4 separate regions of the Mus musculus genome follow, and regions 2, 3 and 4 are each linked to region 1. A link is a contact called in public promoter capture Hi-C data. All regions are on one chromosome and are shown on one strand. The core of a region is the stretch at or near the end of the contact, and the rest is flanking DNA. Distances in the headings are between cores, read along the strand shown.

The links. Promoter capture Hi-C pulls out the DNA fragments that hold promoters and counts their contacts.
Region 2: a promoter capture Hi-C map of embryonic stem cells shows a contact between it and region 1, with 4 times the contacts expected there. The contact joins the promoter of Nudcd3 here to the promoter of Emid1 in region 1. A contact is called at or near these places in 2 of 39 promoter capture datasets (embryonic stem cells and pre-B cells), 1 of 115 datasets of contacts at active chromatin or transcription factors (embryonic forebrain) and 2 of 9 other capture datasets (adipose tissue and liver).
Region 3: a promoter capture Hi-C map of pre-B cells shows a contact between it and region 1. The contact joins the promoter of Tmed4 here to the promoter of Emid1 in region 1. A contact is called at or near these places in 2 of 39 promoter capture datasets (cranial neural crest and pre-B cells), 3 of 115 datasets of contacts at active chromatin or transcription factors (astrocytes, embryonic forebrain and embryonic hindbrain) and 2 of 9 other capture datasets (adipose tissue and liver).
Region 4: a contact with region 1 is called in a promoter capture Hi-C map of pre-B cells, with 3 times the contacts expected there. The contact joins the promoter of Ppia here to the promoter of Emid1 in region 1. A contact is called at or near these places in 2 of 39 promoter capture datasets (cranial neural crest and pre-B cells).

The regions. Positions count from the first base shown.
Region 1 is chr11:5,148,446-5,153,663 of GRCm38.p6, reverse strand. It overlaps Emid1 (EMI domain containing 1), which reads left to right and starts at 1,434. Exons shown (of 15, transcript NM_080595.3): 1 at 1,434-1,542. The coding sequence starts at 1,442.
Region 2 is chr11:6,196,981-6,202,175 of GRCm38.p6, reverse strand. Nudcd3 (NudC domain containing 3) reads left to right here and starts at 1,725. Exons shown (of 6, transcript NM_173748.5): 1 at 1,725-2,233. The coding sequence starts at 2,042.
Region 3 is chr11:6,271,156-6,276,434 of GRCm38.p6, reverse strand. Tmed4 (transmembrane p24 trafficking protein 4) reads left to right here and starts at 1,598. Exons shown (of 5, transcript NM_134020.1): 1 at 1,598-1,761; 2 at 1,937-2,037; 3 at 2,202-2,327; 4 at 2,548-2,694; 5 at 4,635-5,279. The coding sequence starts at 1,602. The coding sequence ends at 4,784.
Region 4 is chr11:6,413,872-6,419,667 of GRCm38.p6, reverse strand. It overlaps Ppia (peptidylprolyl isomerase A), which reads right to left and starts at 3,801. Exons shown (of 5, transcript NM_008907.2): 1 at 3,689-3,801; 2 at 1,537-1,567; 3 at 1,354-1,442; 4 at 383-555; 5 at 1-190. The coding sequence starts at 3,757. The coding sequence ends at 58.

The sequences.
Region 1 (5,218 bases), core at 185-2,684:
TGGCCCCTTGCACAGCTGAGCTGGGCAAAGATTCCCTGACCTAGGCTGCTCACTGCTGGGGCGTGCAGTAGACGTCTTCTGTGACCTCCCTTGGTGACGACTCTGCTCTTGTGTAGAGCTGGGCACAGTATCGAACCCAGCATGCAGGAGGCAGAGGCAGACAGACCTCTGTGAAATGAAAGCTAGCCATATTATATATGTGTGTGTGTGTGTGTGTGTGTGTGTGTGTGTGTGTGTGTGTATTTGTTCCAGACCAAGCCAGGACATATAGAGAGCTCATCTAAAAGAAAGAAAGAAAGAAAGAAAGAAAGAAAGAAAGAAAGAAAGAGAAAGAAAGAAAGAAAATCATACTTCATATACACACATATGTACATATATGTGTGTACATATATGTACATATATGTGTGTACATATATGTACATATATGTGTGTACATATATGTACATATATGTTCATATACACACATGTTCATATACACACACATGCACACGTGTACACAAACATGATATGCATGCATACAGGCATCTCACGTGTACACAGACATACATGCATACACATGCCCACCACACAAACACATACATTGTTCATTCAAATATGGCGTACATAAGCAAATACTGCCCATGCTCACAAACACATCGTGTACACACAGATTCAGCACATACATGTTTACAGCGCCGTGCATGCATACAACATTATCCATGCACACAAATAGTCTATCATGTCAGCACAGGCAAACTCCTCGCACCTGCTATGCCGCGTGGAATGTGCCTGAGTCCCACCCAGGCCCTCTGCTCTCAGCCAGTCCTTACCTTAGGGAATGGGAAATTGAGGCCTATGCCAAAATGCTGTCTACACTTGTGCTTAGACCCCAACACTGAGATGAGGGGATTGTGGGTCTGGGGTTACTCTGCCAGAGTGCTCTGGGCCTTAGTGTCTCCCTGTAAAACAGGTATAAGGGTCACTGCACTTAGGGGACGCGGGAGCACCTGAGCCTCGGGTTTCTCCTCCGTAACATGGGCGACCTAGCCAGCCCAACACGGAGTGATGAAAGCTTTAGTCAGGGCAGGATGTATGGGGTGAGATGCCTGGGACAATGGCACAGCTCGCGCAGGAAGCCTGTGTTAGGTCGATGGGAAGATCCTGTGTGTTTCGGGAACCCAGTTCCGCAAAGATGTCAAAGATGTGCGTCCAGAGGCGATCGCTCTGGAGTGGTGGGTTCAGGTCCTGGCAGCGTTGCGGGGACGAGGGGGCGGGTGCGGCCAGGGCCTCAGTTTCCCAGTCTGCGGCTCAGGTGGGCACCTGGAGGGCGTCCTGGCGGGGGCGCGGACGGCTTCCGGGTTGGCGGGGGGCGGGGGGCGAGGGGCGGGCGAAGCCGAGCGCCCCCGCCCTGCTCCGCCCGGAACCGGCTCTGCGCGCCCGCGGCTGCGGTGGGGACGACAGCATGGGCGGCCCGCGGGCCTGGACGCTGCTCTGCCTCGGGCTCCTGCTCCCGGGAGGCGGCGCCGCGTGGAGCGTCCCGGGCGCCCGGTTCTCGGGTCGCAGGTAAGTCTCCCCTAGCTCTGTGCAATCCCAGCACTGGGGTGAGGGAAGCAGACCCCAGCTCCGTGCAACCCCGAGACTGGGACAGGGACCCGACCCCAGCTCCGTACAATCCCGCGACTGGGGCAGAGACCCGATCGCAGCTCTGTGCAACTTCAGGGTCTGGGACAGAGACCCGACCCCAGCTCCATGCAACCCTAGGACTGGGACAGAGACCCGACCCCAGCTCCTTGCAATCCCGGGACATCGGAGGCAGTCCGAGACTGTTGCAGGGGCTCCATCGCTCATCTCTATACCATAAGCAGTGGGAGCAGGGGTTTGGCACGCTGTGCTCAGGATAGCCGGCTCACCTACTTCTGTGTGAAAGAACAGACGGCCTCCCCTACTGAGATCCCGGAGGCCCCAGAAGGTGGACCCATGGCAATGCAACAGAGCTTCCCAGGACTTCTGTGGGTCTCGCCCAAGCCCCCCTTCCCTTCATGTACATGTAAAATGCCAGGATCACCCCTTAGCCAGCCCTTCAGGAATCCCCTCTCTTTTCCCCTGCTACTGTCTTTTTCTTCTTTCTTTCTTTCTTTTTTTTTTTCTTTTTTCTTTTTTTATGTCCCAGCTATTTATTTCACTCGGAGGAAGGACTGGGGTGGAGACTGCACAGTGGGTCAGTGTCAGAGGCCCCCTGGGACCTGGCATTTGGTTGGACCTCCCAAAAGCCTATGACTCTCTGCCGGCCTTTGTGGAGTGTTTCCCAGGATCGGGTCCTGTGGGGCTTTTTCTAGACAGTGCCTTCAAGACTGGAGGATGTAGGGAAACTTGTCCCCACTCAATAGAGGGGCAAACTGAGACTAATGTGCTCGTGGTGGGTATTCATGGAAGAGCTGGGATTCAGCTCTCCCTTTCTGGACTCGATGGCAGAGTTTGAACCTGCCCTGGCCCCTGCTCTGCCTGTAGCCCCTGCCCCTGTCTCCAGGACAGACAATGTGGACTAACCAGGCCTCTTAGGCCTTTCAGCCCATTCAAAGGCCCGTGAGGGCCCCACCCCCCTGTGGCCTCACTTCTTTCTTTTTAGAAGTTTCCCTTTCTTGTGGTCAGAGGCCAGCAACCCCCCCTGGGAGCTAGCAAAAGCAGGTGACCGGGTAGAGCAGGCTCAGGGGTAGAAGTGGCTGAGGCAGCAGAGGTCAGGCAGTTAGCTGTCTGAGATGGGAACAGCCGAGTGGCAGATGTGGCAGATGCCACAGCACCCCTACAGTGTGCCAACCACAGCTGGTGTGGGCTGGCACTTTTCCTGCATCCATTGCTTCTAGAACCTTCCCAGCTGCTATCTAGGCTTGCTTCTCTCTGCTGTCTGTTTTATAGAGAAAGAAACAAAGTCTGAGAGTGGGGAATTATCTGTCCCACTTCATAGAGTAAGCCCCACATAAGAGGGGTGAGGATCTAGGGCTTCCTGGGGTCAGACTTGGGGTGATGGGTGAGACACTTCCCTCCAGCTGGCCCAAGGCCACCACTTCCGAGTTGTACTCCGTGTCCCCGGCTTCCTGTGTGGGGACTCTGCCTGTGGGCAGGTGTCTGGGTTTCACCCAGTCTGTCCCTCTGTATAGTCTTGTCACAAAGCTCTTGCAGCAGCCCCCTCATACCCATTTTACAGACACCGAGACTGATGGCCGTGAACCTCAGTTTCCCCTTTTGCTTATCCTGTGTCTGAAGGTTTGTTCTGAGAGCACAGGCCACGCACATTGGGGCCCCACTGGTTACCATCTTGAAGTAGGGTAGGGACCTAAAACCAGAGTTACCTGTGGACGTTAGCTGCCGGGACCTCCCCTCGTGGCCCTGTCTCAGTATCTTGGAGACAGTATGAGGATGTTGCGCCTTGTCAACCCTTCCTCCACTCCCAGCCAGGCGCCCCGGGCACCCCTTGGCAGCTGAGGGACTGAAGGCAGAAAAGAGGCTTTGTGCTGAGGAGGGGGAGGCCCGGGAAGGCATCCAAAGGGCCACCCCCAACCCCAGGAATGTGGTGAGACTGAGCCCCTACAACTAGGATGCCCAGGGGCTCTGCAGAGCCACCTTGGAACACTTGGCTGCTGCCAGTCCGCATCCCATAGTAGGATGACTTCCTGGCCCTGTGACATCCCTCCTCGCCTCAGCCCTACTTCTCTGACTGGTTCCAGCATTCACATATCCCAGTTCTACGCCCACATGGCTAACCCAGGTAGGTGCCTCCTCTCAGACCCTCAGTTTCCTGATATGTAAAGCTCACGGAACCTTGTGAAGATATGACTTTAGTGTCCTGGGCCCCAAGGGAAGACCCTGGCCCCCTCCAGCTGGGCTGTCGTCTGCCATAGCTGACTGTGGCACCCCAGGGCATGACGGATGGACAGTAGGGGAAGGCTTGCTGAGAGCACTGTGCGTGGAAGCCATTCTGCTCTCTCCATTTGCAGATGGGCATAGCAAGGTCCAGGGAAACTGTCCCGGGACCGGAGGCGCATCCTGGTGTGGTTCAGGATGTGGCTCGGGTTCTGGCTCTTGTCACCCCACCCCCACCTCAGCCTCAGTTCTTTGCTCTTCTTTTCATAACGGCCCTTGGCCCCTGGCCCGCTTGGCTGCCTTCTGCAATTAGCTCCTATCTCTGTTCCGGATCGCAGCCCTGGGCCCTGTGAAGACAAAGTCCCCTGGGCCCCTCGCTGCGGGAAGTGGAGGGCAGTGTGTAGGTCCACTAGAGAGGGTGGCTGGTGCCAGGCTGAGCTGGTCTGGCCTGTTTCTTCCCCCTTTGGTGGCCTCTGGAGGCTCTGGGGGTGCTGAGTGGGTCAAGGTGTGTGTGTGTGGTGGGGGGGGGACAGGAAGGGTTGTATTGTCTCCTTCCAGCCCTGCCCAGGCCCTACCTCCCAGCTCAGCCTTGCCTGGCTCTCAGGCACCTTATCACTGACCACACCCCAGGGAAGGAAGTCCTCAGGATGGTGGGCTGTCTCTCTGAAAGCCCTGGGTCTTCACTCTTCTGCCCAGTCTACTGTGTTCAGTCACACAGTCAATTAATAAACACCTCTGAGCAGGCCTGGGTTGACTTCTGTACGGACCCGGTCCCTGCTTAGGCTCTCTTCCCCTCACTTGTGGGAGAGAATATGGCTCAGAGCTGCTGTGCCTGTGTGGACCTTGAGGTTAAGACCCAAAGGATGCATAGAAGTTGCCAGAGTGAGGGGGTGGAGCTCTGTAAATAGATTCTAAAGATCAAAGTGGGAGAAGGGGCAGCTTGGCCACAAGAACGCTCAAGAGGTGTGAGCAGAGTGAAGGACTGAAGCAGCGGGACTTGGGGACAATGCGGAGCCAGGGTGGACTGAATTCCATGGCCAGCGTGACCACACATGATGAATGCTTTGCAAAAAAAGCTGTTTGCACGGACCATTGAGATGGCTCAGCAGGTAAAGGTGCTTGCTACCAATCCTGATGACCTGAGTTCAATTCCCAGGACCCACCTTAGAAGGAACAAACTGACTTCCACAACTTGGCTTCTGACTTCATACACATTTAGGCCTGTGCACATGTGTGCGCACACACATGCATGTAACATGCACACACACAGATACATATACACACATGCATACAAATATATATATATATACATAGCAAACACACAAATGCACATGCAAATACATATACATATATGCACACACATGTGCACATACATAAATGT
Region 2 (5,195 bases), core at 476-2,975, 1.0 Mb before region 1:
ATAATTTTTTGTTTGGTTGGTTTTTTTTGACACAGGGTTTCTCTGTGTAGCTCTGGCCGTCCTGGAACTTACTCTGTAGATTAGGCTGGCCTCGAACTCAGAAATCCGCCTGCCTCTGCCTTCCAAGAGCACGATCATAAATTCTAAGTTGAAAAAATTTACATCAATTTATCTGTATGGCTTTACTTAAAATTTGCTAAGGCCCAACACTATTAAGTTATTTGTTAAGCCTGGAATGTCTCTTACTGGAAAAGCATTTTCCTAACATGTTCAAGACCCTGAGTTTGTCTCCTAGAACTACAAGAAAACAAAAGTAAAATCAGTATTTTGCTCTGTGTGGTGGCATATATCTTTACTTCTGCACTTGGCAGGCAGAAACAGGCATATTTCTGTGAATTTGAGGACAGTTTGGTCTATACAGCGAGTTCCAGGGCAGCCAAGGCTGCAGAGTAAGACAATGTCTTTTAAAAAAGTTAATTTGTAGATGTTAGTTAGTCTAGTAGAGATGAAATTCATTAAAATCTTTTTTGTTGTTGTTGTTGTTTTTTTTCCGGTCAGGATCTCCTTGCAGAGCCCAAGTTGGTCTTGAACTGGCTATGTGGATGAATAAACATTTCTGGTTCTGTCGCCACCTTCCCAGTGCTAGGTTTACAGGTATGGGTTACTACACAGTTTATACAACATTCAGGACACATTAGTCACACATGTGGGTTACTACACAGTTTATACAACACTCAGGACACATTAGTCACACACTTTACCAATTTAGCTACATTGAATGAAAAAAAAACAAAAAGGAGGACATGATGGCTTCTAGGTATGGTGGAGGAGGTTTATTGTAGACAGGAGGGAGCAGACAGCCAGAAGCAGAGGCATCTGGGAGAATTCAGGGTGGAAGTGGCTGTAGAATGAGCTGGGCCATGTGAGAAGGGTTAGGGGAGAGGGTAGAAGAGACCTGGAGTCAAGAGGCCAGGAGACCAAGAGGCCAAAGGGTAAAAAGGACCTCATAACCAAAATGGCTGGGTTACATAGGAATCAGAGAAGCTTGGGGAGGAAAAGGCCAGCTCAGACTCTGGACTGGAGAAGTTTAGGGTAGAGGTCAGGATTAGTATGCCAGCCAGAAGGATCCTGTACCAGAAGGTACTGAGGGAGACTGGTGGCCAGAGTCTGCTTTGATATTTTATTAGGCATCTCAGCCATTTGTCTTCGGTTTGTGACCTAGCATATGTTCCTAATCTGTCTGTCTTTCGTCTCCCCCCAACCCTCTTCTGAGACTGGGTTTGACTCTATAGCCCAGGTTGGCCATGATTTGGATGCGGGGATTACAGGTATAAACCACAGATTGATTGTGTGTCAACCTTACATAAACGTTTTCTTAAAATGTCTATATGCACGTATTAGTAACGGCACGTGTATACACACATGCTATACATACGGATGCACACACACATATTTACAGTATCATACTTCTTTTTTTCCTTCACTGAGCTTTTCACACTTTTCTTGTCCTTTCAAGTCACCTTGAAATCTGGTGCAACCTTCTGAGTTTCACTCATAGCTCTGTTAATAGGAATTCCATACAATTCTACAATATTCCTTTTCCGTTCCCTCCGCTAACAAACAAAATGTGGTATTATAAGAAGGCGCACCAGACACCTACGCAGGAATTCAATCCAGAAAGAAGAAAGGCTCCCAGACCACGTGACACCTCCAGGGACTACGTCAAGTGGCCGTCACCACAATGCTTCCGCCCTCTTCAAACATGGTTGGCAAGCGCTCTCCGCATCGTGACCATGGTTATTCTTGCATGTAGGAACCGTACTGAGCGCATACCAATCTCCTTTAGGCAAGTGTCGCGGCGGAGGAGATCCAGCAGAGCCGCAAGAACGACGATCGGTTACCGCCGGTAGTAACAAGCGCGGACCGGAAGTTCCGCGTCTTCGCTGTCCGGGGGGAGCCGTTAGGCGCGCACGCCGGAAGTGGCCAATCAGCCGGTGTGAGGCGGTGCCCACTGTGTTCGCGTCCCTCGGGCAGCAGAGCCATGGAGCCCGGGGCTGCTGAGCTTTATGACCAGGCCCTGTTGGGCATCCTGCAGCACGTGGGCAATGTCCAGGACTTTCTGCGCGTGCTCTTCGGCTTTCTCTACCGCAAGACCGACTTCTACCGCCTGCTGCGCCACCCTTCGGACCGCATGGGCTTCCCGCCCGGGGCCGCACAGGCCCTGGTGCTGCAGGTGAGGTGGAGAGAGGCGGCGGGCCGTTGGGGTCCAGCAGGTCCTTACCCCAGTTCCACCTCCCAGCGCCAGAGGTGCCCCGGCTCGCGTCCTACGTCTGGGAACTGCGCCACTCCGTAGCCCACCCTTCAGGGTTTGTGATTCTCTCTGGGGTGCCACCAGGTGATTTGAGTAAATGGCCAGGCGTTATCTGACCCACGGATCCGTTGGCAGGAATGCGCTTCTTTGGGTACAGGCTGGGTTTGTGCGGGAGATGCTTAGGTGTTGGACCTGTCAGCCTGGGTTTGAGGGCCTCCCAGCGCCCTGTGGGCATCCCCAGAACGGTGCAAGGGGCTTGTTAGGCAGGGTTCAAACCGTGCAGGCTGTAGGAGGAGGACTTTCACAGCGGGAGAAACTAGTAGATTTCAGAATTCCCGGGCTCGGAGGTGGCAGGAATGACTGGTATGTATTGATTGGTGGGTGTGGCCTCTTGCCAGTGACTTACTAAGTTGGTGGACAATTGTAATGTTTACGAAATTTACATTTGGATTAAAATTTATATGTCCTAGGTTATATTTATTGTTTTTGAAGCGTTACTAATGACTGACTCAAGTTGTTTGGACACCTTTTTAAAAACTGTTTTCTTTCGAGACAAGATCTTGCTGTGTAGCCCTGGTTGACTTGGAACTTGCCAGGTAGATCAGGATGGCTTCGAACTTATGGTCCTCCTTCCCGACGCTCCCGCGCTGGGATTGTTGACATTGTTGAGTTAGTAATAAGCAAACATTTAATGAATATATTTAACACTCTCAGCTGCGGTATAGACTCTGATGGTATGGATATTTAAATAATGGTCTGTCTACTTTTGACACTGTACAGAGAGTAAAGCACAGACACTAATAGAGAGCTCTGCTAGTTCTCTGTGTGGTAGAGCTCTTTGGAAGGAAGTGATAGAAGTGGTAGTTAGGAAATTGAGACAGTTTTGTAGGAGACGTTGAAGTAGGTTTTGAGGGGCGTGTAGAGTCTGATTCACAAACCTATAAAGTGCTTCATGTCACCTTTGCTGTTTGTTGACCCCTGCATCAGCCCCAGACAGGGCTTTCCTGTGTAGCTCTGAAGTCCTGGAACTCACTCTGGCATCAACCTCAGATATCTGCCTAGGATTAAAGACTCGAATTGCCACCACCTGGCTTACCTTCCATCTTAATCTGTTCTGTGGGCTTGTCAGGGGTTACTTTCTTCAGTTCCTCTCAGTGGAAGAAGCCAAAGCTTAGAATGTTCTAGTAACTCTTAACATAATGACCATGAGGTGATCAGTGGGAAGGTTTGCTACTGAGTTTCAGTTTCAGAATGGAAACCGATGAGTCCCTGGGGTAGCTCATCCTTATCAGTGGCCCAAGTGCTGCTGGTTGAGTAATTGGAGAGGGTGAGAGGTGGCACCTTGTGTTTCTTTATAATGAAGTCTTGCCACCTGATCGCCATGCTCTCTGAATCTGACGTAGTAGTTCAACAAGGTTAGATGACAACAAGAACTTCACTCTGTTTCCTGCAACTCAGGACTTCAGTTTTCTAATTCCAAATCTTTTTGCCCTTTTTGTCATTTAGCCACTCCATAGTATGGTGAGAACTTTTGTTTTGGTTATGAAAGGAGGAAAGAGTATCCCAGTGGCTGGCTGGCATTTGAATTTCTTCTGTATAACATCTTATTTTAGCTTTAACACAATTTGAGAGGTTGGTTCTTGTTTGTCTGATGAACTGATAAAGGCAAGATAGATGCACTTATCGTACAACTTTATAAAACAGCTACCTCTGAAAGGTTAAGATAGCTCTATAGGTTACAGTGTGGTGCCCATGCTATGGGAGGTAGGGAGCCGAGGAAGGGACAGGGTCAACCAAATATTTCAAGGTTCCAAATCTGGGTAACTGGAAGAGTGAGGTCATTAACTGTATTGTCACTTGGATTTGGGGGGTGGGAAAGTTTTAGATAAGTTGAATTTGAGATCGCAGACAGGTTCTGGCTTCAGAGCTGTTGGAATGGTAGGACTGGATCTTGCAGGAGATGGAAGGACTGTGAAGTCTGAAGAAGAGCCCAGTGTAGAGGACAGCTGGGGAACGGTCACCGTAAGGGGCATTGGGTTCTACCGCAGCCAAGGTTACAGTCCCAAGTACAGGTTTAAGAGTTGTTTGTTCTTACCCTTTCTCCAACCCCAGGTGGTTCTCAACCATCAGCCTTGACCGAGAGCCCTTTTATCTTCTCAGTTTCTTTCTTTTGTGGGGTGGGAGGTTGAAGACAAGGTTTCTCTGTGTAGCTTTGGCTATCCTGAAACTTGCTTTGTAGTCCAAGCTGGCCTTGAACTCACAGAGATCCGCTTGCCTCTGCCTTCTGAGCGCCGGCATTAAATAAAGGCATGTGCCACCACTGCCTGGCTCAGTTTCTATTTTCAAACAAGTATTTATTGAGTCTCCACTATAATATACACTGATTTGGGCCATGAGAAACAGAGGCTTATAAGTTGTTGTGGGGTTTTGGATTTTTTTTTTATTCTGAGAAAAGGTCTCACCATGTAGCCTTGACTGGCTTGGAACCTACTATGTAGATCAGGCTGGTCTCGTATTCAAAGACATCTGCCTGCCTCTGCTTCTTGAGTGCTGGGACTAAAGGCGTGCGCCACCACATCCAGCCAACCAAGAGACTTTTTACTATGTATACACTTGAATACTATTTTCATCAGGTAGATCATAGTAAGTCCCCCGAGGATCTGCTTTTTTTTTTTTTTTTTTAATTTACTGAAAGCCTTTGCAAGAGGCTTGTAAGCTACATTTAGTATTGGTAAGGGTTTTGGTATCTTTTCTACTCATTTACTGCTTTTTCTGTTCTTGATTCAGTGATCCTAAGACTCCTTCCTGTGACTTCCTCTCTCAAAGTGTGGTTGCTGCCCAGGGTCTGTGAACAGGCCGGAGTGGTTTGGGTGGTTTCTGTGGC
Region 3 (5,279 bases), core at 349-2,848, 1.1 Mb before region 1:
CAGGGATACAGAGAAAAATCCCCACTCCCCCAAAACAAACAAAAAACAAAACAAAAAGAAAAAAGAAAAAGAAAAAAGGAGCAGTCCTCACACTGCCATGGCAACTGCCCTACTGACCTGCTTTCTTATTATGGGAGTGTGTTTCAGGGATTGGCAAGACAAGGCCCTCCTGAACATCCCCCAGCATTCAGCTCAGCTGGGTCTCTGCTGCTATTCATTTCCTTGGTTCATTTGGACCTAGTCCTGAACTTCGTATTCATGGTCCTGTGATCCTGCATTTCAGTTCTGCTTCTGCTTGGTTCAACTCTATGTCTCTCAGCTCTGAAATCTTCAACAACAGCTCTGTGATTAGTTCAGTTAATCTAACAGAACTACCACAGTGCCTATTGGCTCTATGCCTCTGCCTCCCATTAAGACCTCTTTGAACTCCTTGAACTATGTTGCATCCTTTTAAACCTTTTTGTAAGGCTTCTCTAACACACACACACACACACACACACACACACACACACACACACACACACAGTCCTAGCTTGCTTTCTGTTGCTCTGATAAACACCACGACCAAAAGCAGAATGGGAGGAAAGCGTTTATTGGTTTCTGGGTTACAATCCATACCGAAAGAAGCCAGGGCAGGAACCCGTGGCAGGAATGTGGAGGCAGAAACTGAAGCAGCAGCTATGGAGAAGTGCTGCCTACTGGCTTGCCTCTGGCTTGCCTCTGGCTTTCTCAGCTACTTTTACTATACGACCCAGGACCATCTGCCCAGGGATGCTACCACCCATAGTGGGTTAGGCCCTCTATCAACTAACAACCAAGAAAATGCCCCATAGACAAGCTCACAAGCTAGTCCAATGGAGGCCAGTCCTCAGTTGAGGTTCCCTCTTCCCTGTTGTGTCAAGTTGACAGTCAATGCTAGGTCATACACATAGACATAATCACTATATGATATATAATGTATGACTTGATAGTAATTAAAACTGGATAAAAGAACCTGTTTCAGTTGGCGGTAGCTCAGTTGGTAGAGTGCTTGGCCAGCTTGCAAGAAGCTCCATCCTCAGCACCCAGCAGCGTCAGGTGTGATAATACACTGCTCAGGAGGCTGTGTAAACTAAGCTATCTTTGAATTTATTGTGACTCAATAAGTCCTGCAGTTGTGAAATGACACAATGTGTTCTCTTCTGTAGGGTGCTCAAAAGAAAGGTTTATTTTACTTCAGGTGCTGGGGACCAGAAGAACTCACGCTGTTCAGGTTAACCATCTCAAGTCGCCTAGCACCCTTCCCCGAAAAGTACGCTTGCTTCTCCTTACACAGAGCACAGGCGCAGAGAGGTGCCTAACAAGGGCAATCAAGCCTAAAGACAAGGGACAGAAGCCCTGGGCAGCTTCATTGGGCCGGCCTTTTCTCTCTGTAAGGCTAGTTTACGCTAGGGGACGCTCGGGCGCAGAACAATGCAAGCTTGGGGTCGGGTGTACAGCGGACCGGGTTTCGAAAGGGAGCTGAGGGACTGCGACACTGCGCAGGCGCATGTTCCGTTTCCAAGCGGGTGCGCAAACGCTGAGCAGTGCGCAAGTGTGCGCATGTGCAAGGTTGAGGCGCAATGGCAGGTGTTGGGGTCGGACCGCTGCAGGGGATGGTGCGATTTGGGCTGCTGGTGCTTACTGTGTGTGCTGCGTGTGCCCGTGGGCTCTATTTCCACATCGGCGAGACTGAGAAGCGCTGCTTCATCGAGGAAATACCCGACGAGACCATGGTCATCGGTCAGGGGGCTGAGGGTGGAGAGGCCCTTTGTTTTCAGCTGGCCCTTGGAAGCACCCCTCCTTCCCTGTCAGCTCGACCCCATCCCGAGGGTGCCTTGAGGGCACCAGCTCCCCTGCACAGTGCCCTGGGGCCACCTCCTGGGGGCTAGGTTGTGACTGTGTGTCTACTCTGCAGGCAACTATCGAACTCAGATGTGGGACAAACAGAAAGAGGTGTTCCTGCCGTCGACCCCCGGCCTGGGCATGCATGTAGAGGTGAAGGACCCGGACGGCAAGGTAAACCCCCACCACCTCGCTAAAAAGGTTCTAGCTGGCGCCAGCTGTCCGTTAATGTCTTTATGGGATGGAAAATACCGCCGTGGTCCTGAGAAAGTCCCCAGGTACCAGGTCCCGCATTTTAAGAGATCGTTGTAAAATTGGGGCTTGATGCGTGTTTGCAGGTTGTACTGTCCCGGCAATACGGCTCCGAGGGCCGTTTCACGTTCACATCCCACACACCCGGTGACCATCAGATTTGTCTTCACTCCAACTCCACCAGAATGGCTCTCTTCGCTGGAGGCAAACTGGTAAGAGGCTCATCAGCCTTAGAGTTTCTCACTTGATACCAAGGTTGATTTCTTGCTGTCTTTTCTTTTTTCTTTTAACTTTGCCTTTCTGGGGGCAGCAAGTGGGTACAGTTAGAACTGGATGTCCTTCTTCCTCATTCAGCCAGAGACAAGAATCAGACTCCATAGCGGTAACAGACGGTGGGTGGCACCCCCGTCATTTCGTCCTGTTTCCTTGTAGCGTGTACACTTGGACATCCAGGTTGGAGAGCATGCCAACAACTACCCCGAGATCGCTGCTAAGGATAAGTTAACAGAGCTCCAGCTTCGAGCTCGCCAGTTGCTTGACCAGGTGGAACAGATCCAGAAGGAGCAGGATTATCAGAGGGTAAGGGACTTGAACTTGGAGGCTGTACTTGACCTTTAAACCCACTGTGCAACGTGGCTGCTGGGGACTTCTCTACTCGGGAATGTGGGAGTTACCAGTCAGTCTACATAGGTGAGGTTTGGGTTTGCTTTTCTTTCCTCGATTTCTGTATATGTCTACAGTGGCAGGGTTGGACGTTAGGCAAGCTCTCTACCATTGAGCCACACCTCCAGTCATGTGTGTGTGTCTGTATTATATATCCGTATATAAAATGTATTATATTTATTTTAATGACTATATTATATATAAATACATATATGTGTATATAAGTTCTAAAAGCTTACATCACTCACTATTTCTAGGTGGTCTTCCATCCAAGTATGAACCAGGCCTGGCTCTGCTTAGCTTCTGAGATCAGATCTCAGGTGTTCAGGATGGTGTGGCTGTAGACCATTTAATATTTTTTTCTGTTTGTTTGTTATGAAATACATATAAAACCTAACATTTTAACTATGTGTAAGCGTACAGAGCTGTGGCATTACGTAGATTCATGTCCCGTTGCCCCCATCCCTGCTGTCTATCTGCATCACTTTCACCTTCCCAGCAACCCTGACCACATTGAGCTCTCCTCTTCCCTAGCTGAGGTTTGGATGTTTCCTCTGTGATCCTGATTATCAGTAAACACCAGCTCCCCCTTTCCCATGTTCTGCTGCAGTTCTACTTTTTGCTTATGGTCTTGGTCTTTTTTTGTTTGTTTGTTTTGTTTTTTTCGAGACAGGGTTTCTCTGTATAGCCCTGGCTGTCCTGGAACTCACTCTGTAGACCAGGCTGGCCTCGAACTCAGAAATCCGCCTGCCTCTGCCTCCCGAGTGCTGGGATTAAAAGCGTGTGCCACCACACCCAGCTTGCCTATGGTCTTGATCACTAACTCAGCTGCGTGGAATCCTTTTGTGTCTATCTTAGTTCATTTAGCACAATGTGCCCAGGGTTTATCTGCCTTGTAGTTTGTCAGAACTCCTGTTTTTTATATTTATTTATTTTCGCAGTGCTAGAAATTGAACCTAGGTCATCACACGTGCTAGATAAGGGCTCTGAACCCCATCATGCCCTACCCTTTAAATATTTGTCTTCTTATCGAGGATGTGTATCTGTGTTTGGATTTGTGTGTGTGTGTGTGTGTGTGTGTGTGTTTGGATTTGTGTGTGTGTGTGTGTGTATCTGTGTTTGGATTTGTGTGTGTGTGTGTGTGTGTGTGTGTGTGTGCGCGCACGTGTCGGGTGAGTTCAGAAGAGGGCTTCAGATCCTTGGGAGCTAGAGTTACAGATGGTTTCCAGCTACCTGACATGGGTGCTGAGCAGTGACCTCAGCTCCTCTACAAGAGAAGTAGGAGCTCCTAAACACTGAGTTATCTTTCCATCCTGTAGAACTATCACTGTCCCTCCCAGTCCTTAAGACAGGGTTTCTTTGTGTACCCTTGACTGTCATGGAACTTGTTCTGTAGACCAGGCTGGCCTGGAATTCAGAGATTGGCCTTCCTCTGCCCCCTGAGTGCTGGAATTAGAGGTGTGCACCACTACCTCCAGCTTTAGAATTCTCCTCTTAAGATTGAATAATAGTCTGTTGTATGTATAGACCTCATCTTGTTTTGGATAGTTATTTCTAAATTGTATGATCCAGTCTAGAGAGGACAGTGTACACTTTAGTAATCCCATTGCTTGCTTGTTTTCCATGGCCTCTTAGTGGAGAAAGCATGGTTTCAGTCGGAACAGAAATGGTTGTAAAGAATGTTCCTTTCCTTCCTGGGGGCAGTCTCAGTGGAAGGACTAGCCTCTGCATGGAATTACAGGTGGTATTCCACAGGCATTTGGTCTGAAGTTGTGCGGTCACACCAATGAAGGGCCTTATAATAGCAGGTTCTGTTTTCCTGCCCATTCTAATTCTTTGTTCATTGTCCTATGCAGTATCGTGAAGAGCGCTTCCGTCTGACCAGTGAGAGCACCAACCAGAGGGTCCTGTGGTGGTCCATCGCCCAGACCGTTATCCTCATCCTCACTGGCATCTGGCAGATGCGTCACCTCAAGAGCTTCTTTGAGGCCAAGAAGCTGGTGTAGGGGTCTCGCCCTATAACCTTCCCCTTTTACCTCAATTATTTGATAATTTCCCCACCCAGCCCCTCATCCACCTGGAATTTGAGGAGGAGAAATGAAAAAACAGTGTGTCACTGGTGTCACACTGGCATCATGGCACTGGCGTCATGGCACTAAGCCACTCAGACCAGCTACCTGTGACCCTGGTTCTCCAAGAAGCAGACGTTGGTCTAAGCCTTCAAGAGCTGCCTTAGGGTTTGGGAGAAGTTGGAATTAACCCAAGGTCAAGTCCTTTCTTTTGCCTCCGAGATGACCAAATGCACTTGTGTCTTCTGTTTGTTGCTTGTTGAGTAAGCAGCTGGCACGCCTGTGGAGGAGGAGGCCTTGCCTCAACGTTCCTGGGTCAGTCCCGAGTTCTCCCAATGGCTTTGTGAATGTAAATAAGGGCAGTTCAGGGCCCTGAAGGAGTGAGATGTTTTTCTATATTTTAGAACTATTTTTGGATAAATTATATATTTT
Region 4 (5,796 bases), core at 2,552-5,051, 1.3 Mb before region 1:
CTCCTGAGCTACAGAAGGAATGGTTTGATGGGTAAAATGCCCGCAAGTCAAAAGAAATTAGAGCTGTCCACAGTCGGAAATGGTGATCTTCTTGCTGGTCTTGCCATTCCTGGACCCAAAACGCTCCATGGCTTCCACAATGTTCATGCCTTCTTTCACCTTCCCAAAGACCACATGCTTGCCATCCAGCCTGTAGAAGAATGATAACCACCATCAGCAACCAGGGGTAGATCAAACACTAAAGATAAAAATGGCTACCGACACAGCACTCTTACTGGCTCAATTTCCACTATCTTGAGAGGGAATGAAAGGAACACTGAAGCAAGAACCCCAGCAGGGGGCTTTGCACTCTTGTCAACAGATCCCATTCACTGTTTCTTACCATTCAGTCTTGGCAGTGCAGATAAAAAACTGGGAACCGTTTGTGTTTGGTCCAGCATTTGCCATGGACAAGATGCCAGGACCTGTATGCTTTAGGATGAAGTTCTCATCCTCAAATTTCTCTCCGTAGATGGACCTGCCGCCAGTGCCATTATGGCGTGTAAAGTCACCACCCTGTAAAAATCAGATAGTAATGTCACTTTGACAATGTAACTGAAAAGTCTGCAAAGTCAGTTTTTATGCCATTTCAAATTTTCTTGCTGTGTATATACATATGGCACAGTATATCTGCACTGCTCTCCAACTTTTTCACCCACCTTTTCTTTAGCCTGGGGCTCAAAGCTTTAGCTAGGCTGGTTGACATGATAGCATGTGCTGCCGCACCCAGCTTTTTATAGGAGCTCTAGGACTCAGGTCCTCAGTTTTGGGATCCCTATGTAGCAGGCACTTCATAAGACTCACACCCAACCCAAGATAGCGGTTTTTTAGAAGGTTGGTACGTTAACACATTTGAAATCCCAGCACACAGGAAGAGGCAAGTGGATAAGGAGTTTAAGGCCAACCTGCATGACATAATACTGCAAAGAACAGAGCCTGTGCTGGGGACAGTCATCCGCCTCAGAAGAACTCACATGTATTGCTATGTACACACACAAGAAAAAACAGGCAACTGGAAAGAAATGGTGTAATACTAGCTCAAGTACAACTAAAACATGCTGGCTCAATAAAAGGAGCTAAAAAATAAAAAATTTCAGGGCTGGTGAGATGGCTCAGCGGTTAAGAGCGCTGACTGCTCTTCCAAAGGTCCTGAGTTCAAATCCCAGAAACCACATGGTAGCTCACAACCATCCGTAACAAAATCTGATGCTCTCTTCTGAAGAAAGCTACAGTGTACTTACATATAATCAATCAATCAATAAATATTTTAAAAATAAATAAATAAACAAACAAAAATTTCAATTTAATAAATACCTGGCACATGAATCCTGGAATAATTCTGTGAAAGGAGGAACCCTTATAGCCAAATCCTTTCTCTCCAGTGCTCAGAGCTCGAAAGTTTTCTGTTAAAAAAACAAAAAACATGTATACACATATACTTATTCTTTTTTATAGTTTTACCCACAAAACTTGTTAAAACTAGAAAATGAAACCAACCTGCTGTCTTTGGAACTTTGTCTGCAAACAGCTGTAACAAAGAAATGAACAGCTAGTTAATATATAGGTGAACAGTCTCATGCTTAATGTCTTTAGCTTTAGGGACTTGTGAGTCAAATTCATTCTCAGAACACCACTTTGGTAATAACGTTCAATTCCTAGTAAGAAATCACACCTATCAGCTTTAAGATTCTACAGGGTTGAGAACCAAAAAATATGAAGGAAATCTGGAACTAGTCATTACTTAAAATAGTGACAGACTCCTTAAGCATGACTCAAGAGCTTTTAATACATCACACCTACTTCTGAATAGACTTGAGGCTTCTCAAAAGCATACCATCACTCCTAACTTCATGTTGAAACCTAAAATCAAATTCTCAAAGCACTGTCACACAATGCATGATTAGGCAAATAAACTGTTAGTTTCTGGCAATGAAAATGCTACCACCTTCAACCTGTCAGCATAGCTTTAAGCATCAGGTGAGTGGCTCCTAACCTAATTGTAGAGGACTGTAGAGGATTCCAACACTTCAATATCTACATGCCCTTTCATAGCTAGTTGAAAACCACAACTCATCAGTTGCAGCATCTACACTTCTCTTGGAGGAATACATTTATGGTTTAAGTAGTTAAATATGTGACTCCTTTGGACTGTTTTTTTTTTCTCACAGCTTAACAGCTTTCCAAGTCCACATTTTTTTTCATCAAATTATGACTTCAAAGCCTTTCTTGGCAGCTCCACCTCTATTTTCACCTATGGGCTCATCTCATTCCCATTAAGCTCTGGTTAACCTGATACTATCCTACCCAGGCTAAGCTTAGGCCAAGTTTCCACAAGAGTCCTTGTCAATTATCAGCTCTTGACTAGATACATGCTGGGTGAGGGCTAATTAGAACCTAGTGCTCTTTTTATGTGCCTACCTACTATGTGTACCCAGCACTGTGGCAGGCGGGCAATCGGGAGATCTAGCTTTTGAGTTAAAAACTCACCAATGATAGCTTCTGGAGTTTAACAGTACAGACACTAAGTAACATATTCCACTATGGCCTAAGGGCTAGTACTGAGGCTAACAATAATATTTAATTTTGGGGTTTTTTGTTTTTTTCGAGACAGGGTTTCTCTGTATAGCCCTGGCTGTCCTGGAACTCACACTGTAGACCAGCGTGGCCTCGAACTCAGAAATCCGCCTGCCTCTGCCTCCCGGGTGCTGGGATTAAAGGCGTGCGCCACCACGCCCGGCTGAATATTTAATTTTGTAAAAGAAAAACGCCAATTGTTTAGGGTACTCTAATTACTAACTGATCTTTAAGCAGCCACTTAACCTCCAGAACTAATTAAGTAGGTAACTACTGGCAATCCACTTTGGTCAATGCAAACTGCAGCGTGGCCAGTCATAACATGCCTGTCTCACTGAGGGTAATAGGGAGGGGTTCAGAGCGCCTCCCCCGCTGCGCCATCACTGCGACAGGAGGCGGTCCTTGGGCACCAGCAAAAGCCAAGCCTTTCTCGTTTCCGCTCGGGGGTGGGGGACGCGGAGGGGTATTTTGAGCCTCCCTAACCAAATGTGGCTACTTCGGACCAAATGGCCAAAGGTTCAATTCACACTCAAGTCTGCTATAAAACGATTATTTTATATTCTTCGTAGGAACCACTAGGTTTAGGAAACCACTAGGTTTAACCGGGCTAACGAGCACGTCCGGGCTCTCCGAGCCTTCGCCCCTGAGACCTTAGGCAGGGTCCCTGCTCAGATCCGAGTAAAAGGCTGTGGGGCTCCGGAAAGCAGGCTGGGAAGAGGCCCGCGGGGCTGCAGCGCCGCAGCGGAGCAGGGCGGGGCCCAACGGCTGGGAGAAGGGAGAGGCGCGGAGCACGTGCGCCCGGCCTCGCGGGGCCCCACAGGACGCAGCCACGTGCGCCTGCGGGGAGGCCGGGACGGGCGGGGACGGCCCCCTCCCCCAACGGCCGCGCCCCGCCCGGCTTTGTCCGCAGCCCGCCCAGCCTCCCCGCGCCTCGCCAGCCTCCCAAAATGGCCCCTCGTCAGGAAATGGCGCCGCCACCCGCGCTCGCTCCACCGGAGGGTCGGGCCGCGCCCGAGAGAGCCTCCCCCTCCACAGCTCCCGGGACCCCACCCTGGAGCACCACTGCCCACCCGACCTCGAAGGAGACGCGGCCCAAGGGCTCGTCATCGGCCGTGATGTCGAAGAACACGGTGGGGTTGACCATGGCTGCAGCAAGCGGCGAAAAGCGACAGTGGCGTCTGCAAAGCGGCACGAGCCTCGCCGCGGCTTCCTTTATACCCGGTTCGGGCCCCGCCCACCACCGAGTCGCGCGCCCGGACCTGGATCAATCACAACTGCTTTCCAAACGGAGTGACGGCGCGACAGGCCTATGGGCGGGCGCGGGCGCGGGTGGGGCGGGGCGCGAGGCGCGCGTGCGCTGTAGCGCGCAGAGGCAGGTTCCCGCCCGCGGGCTCCTACTAGATGGTTGCGGCGCGGTCGGTGGGGGAAGAGTCCGAGGGCAGTTAGGGAGGGTGGCCACGCAATCTGGCTGTCCTTAGGAACGCGTCGGGGCCCCTGGTCTTCCCCAGTGGTACCGCGTATCTTCCCATTGCACAGAGCAAGTAACTGAGGCAAACATGGTCCTCAAGGTCGAGCGGCCCTTCAAGGTCGGGCGGGGTCCTGAGGCGCTGCCCTCTCTGCGGAAACTCGAACAGGCAGGCATCCCTGGGCCTAGATCCAGGACCCACACCGTCATTGTGCAATGGCAACCGCTTCCTGATAGGTCCCTGTGAGCGCCTCCGTTTTCTTAAACTCTGGGGAACGGGCACAAGCAGCCCCCTCATTTTAAAGATTATGAAATACTTTTTAAATGTCCTACTTTCCAAATATATCTTGTGTTTTCTCCAGGAGGAAGCTATTTAAACACGATCCTGGTCAGAGTCTACCTGTAATTTTTTTCTCCCCGACCCCCAATACCCCAAGGTCTTCTCATTTCCTCATGTGGCCTAAGGCGTGCTCTCAAAGGCTTCACACGCCTGTAAATCCCACCTCTAGGTAGATGGAGACAGGAGGATAGTGAGTTCCATACAGCCTGAGCTGTAAGTGTGAGGCCCTGCCTCATAAACAAAGCCTGAGTATGGGAAAGTCGGTGCTGTGGAAGACCCTTCACCATAGCGTCTGCTGGAGTTGGCTCCCGAGCTGTAAGGCCTTTAGACACAGAACCTCAGGAATGTGGGTCTGGCCATGCCTTATTTGGATGAATCAGACCAAAAGCACATTAGGTTGAACTACAAAGAGTTTTGATTTGCCAAACTGGAAAATTCTGTACCAGTGTGCTTTGTGCATATAGCATCATGTAAACCTGCTTTTCTCAAAACTGTTAAGTGCTTGCAGGACAAGCTCAAGGACCTACCTGCGTTTGGATCCCCAGCACCTATGTAAAAGCCAGGCCATTGGGAGGAGTCTGTAAGTCCAGGCCTGGAGGCAATGGAGACTGACTGGTTAGACAGTCTAGGCAAGACTGAGTCAGTATAGTGGATAAGGTAGAGACAGGGATGGGGAGAAGGCCCCATGGTTAAGAGCACTTGCCTTTATTTTTAACTAACTGATTGTTTTGGTTATAGTTTGCATTTTAGGAGTTCTTTGCATATTCTGGGTTTAATTTCTTACCTGACATATAATTTGCTGATATGTTCTGCTGTCCCTCCGTTGAGCCAGCAAGATGGCTTAGCAGGTAAAAGTGCTTGCAATACAGGGCCCAGGAACTGGGGAAAAGGCCAGATGAAGTGGCTCACATCTGTGATGCCAGCACTCTAAAGGTTGGGAATCAGAGGAGACCGACAGAAGTCACAAGAGAGACCTTGCCTCAAAGCAAGATGAATACCAGAGAGACCTCAGAGGGGACAAGATGACTCGAATACGGCCTCTGGCACTCACATGGTAGAAAGAGAGGACAGACTCCCACAAGTAGTCCTTTGACCTCCACATGCACACACGCACGCACACACACACACACACACACACACACTAAATGTTAAAAAAAAATCCAACTTGCAAAAAAGTCTTTAAGTTGTACATGTGCCCACACTCACACACATACACACAAGTAAATAAATGTAAATACATGGGGCTGGAGAGATGGCTCAGCAATTAAGAGCACTGACTGGCTCTTCCGAAGGTCCCGAGTTCAAATCCCGGCAACCACATGGTGGCTCACAACCGTCCATAATGAGATCTGATGCTCTCTTCTGGGGTGTCTGAAGA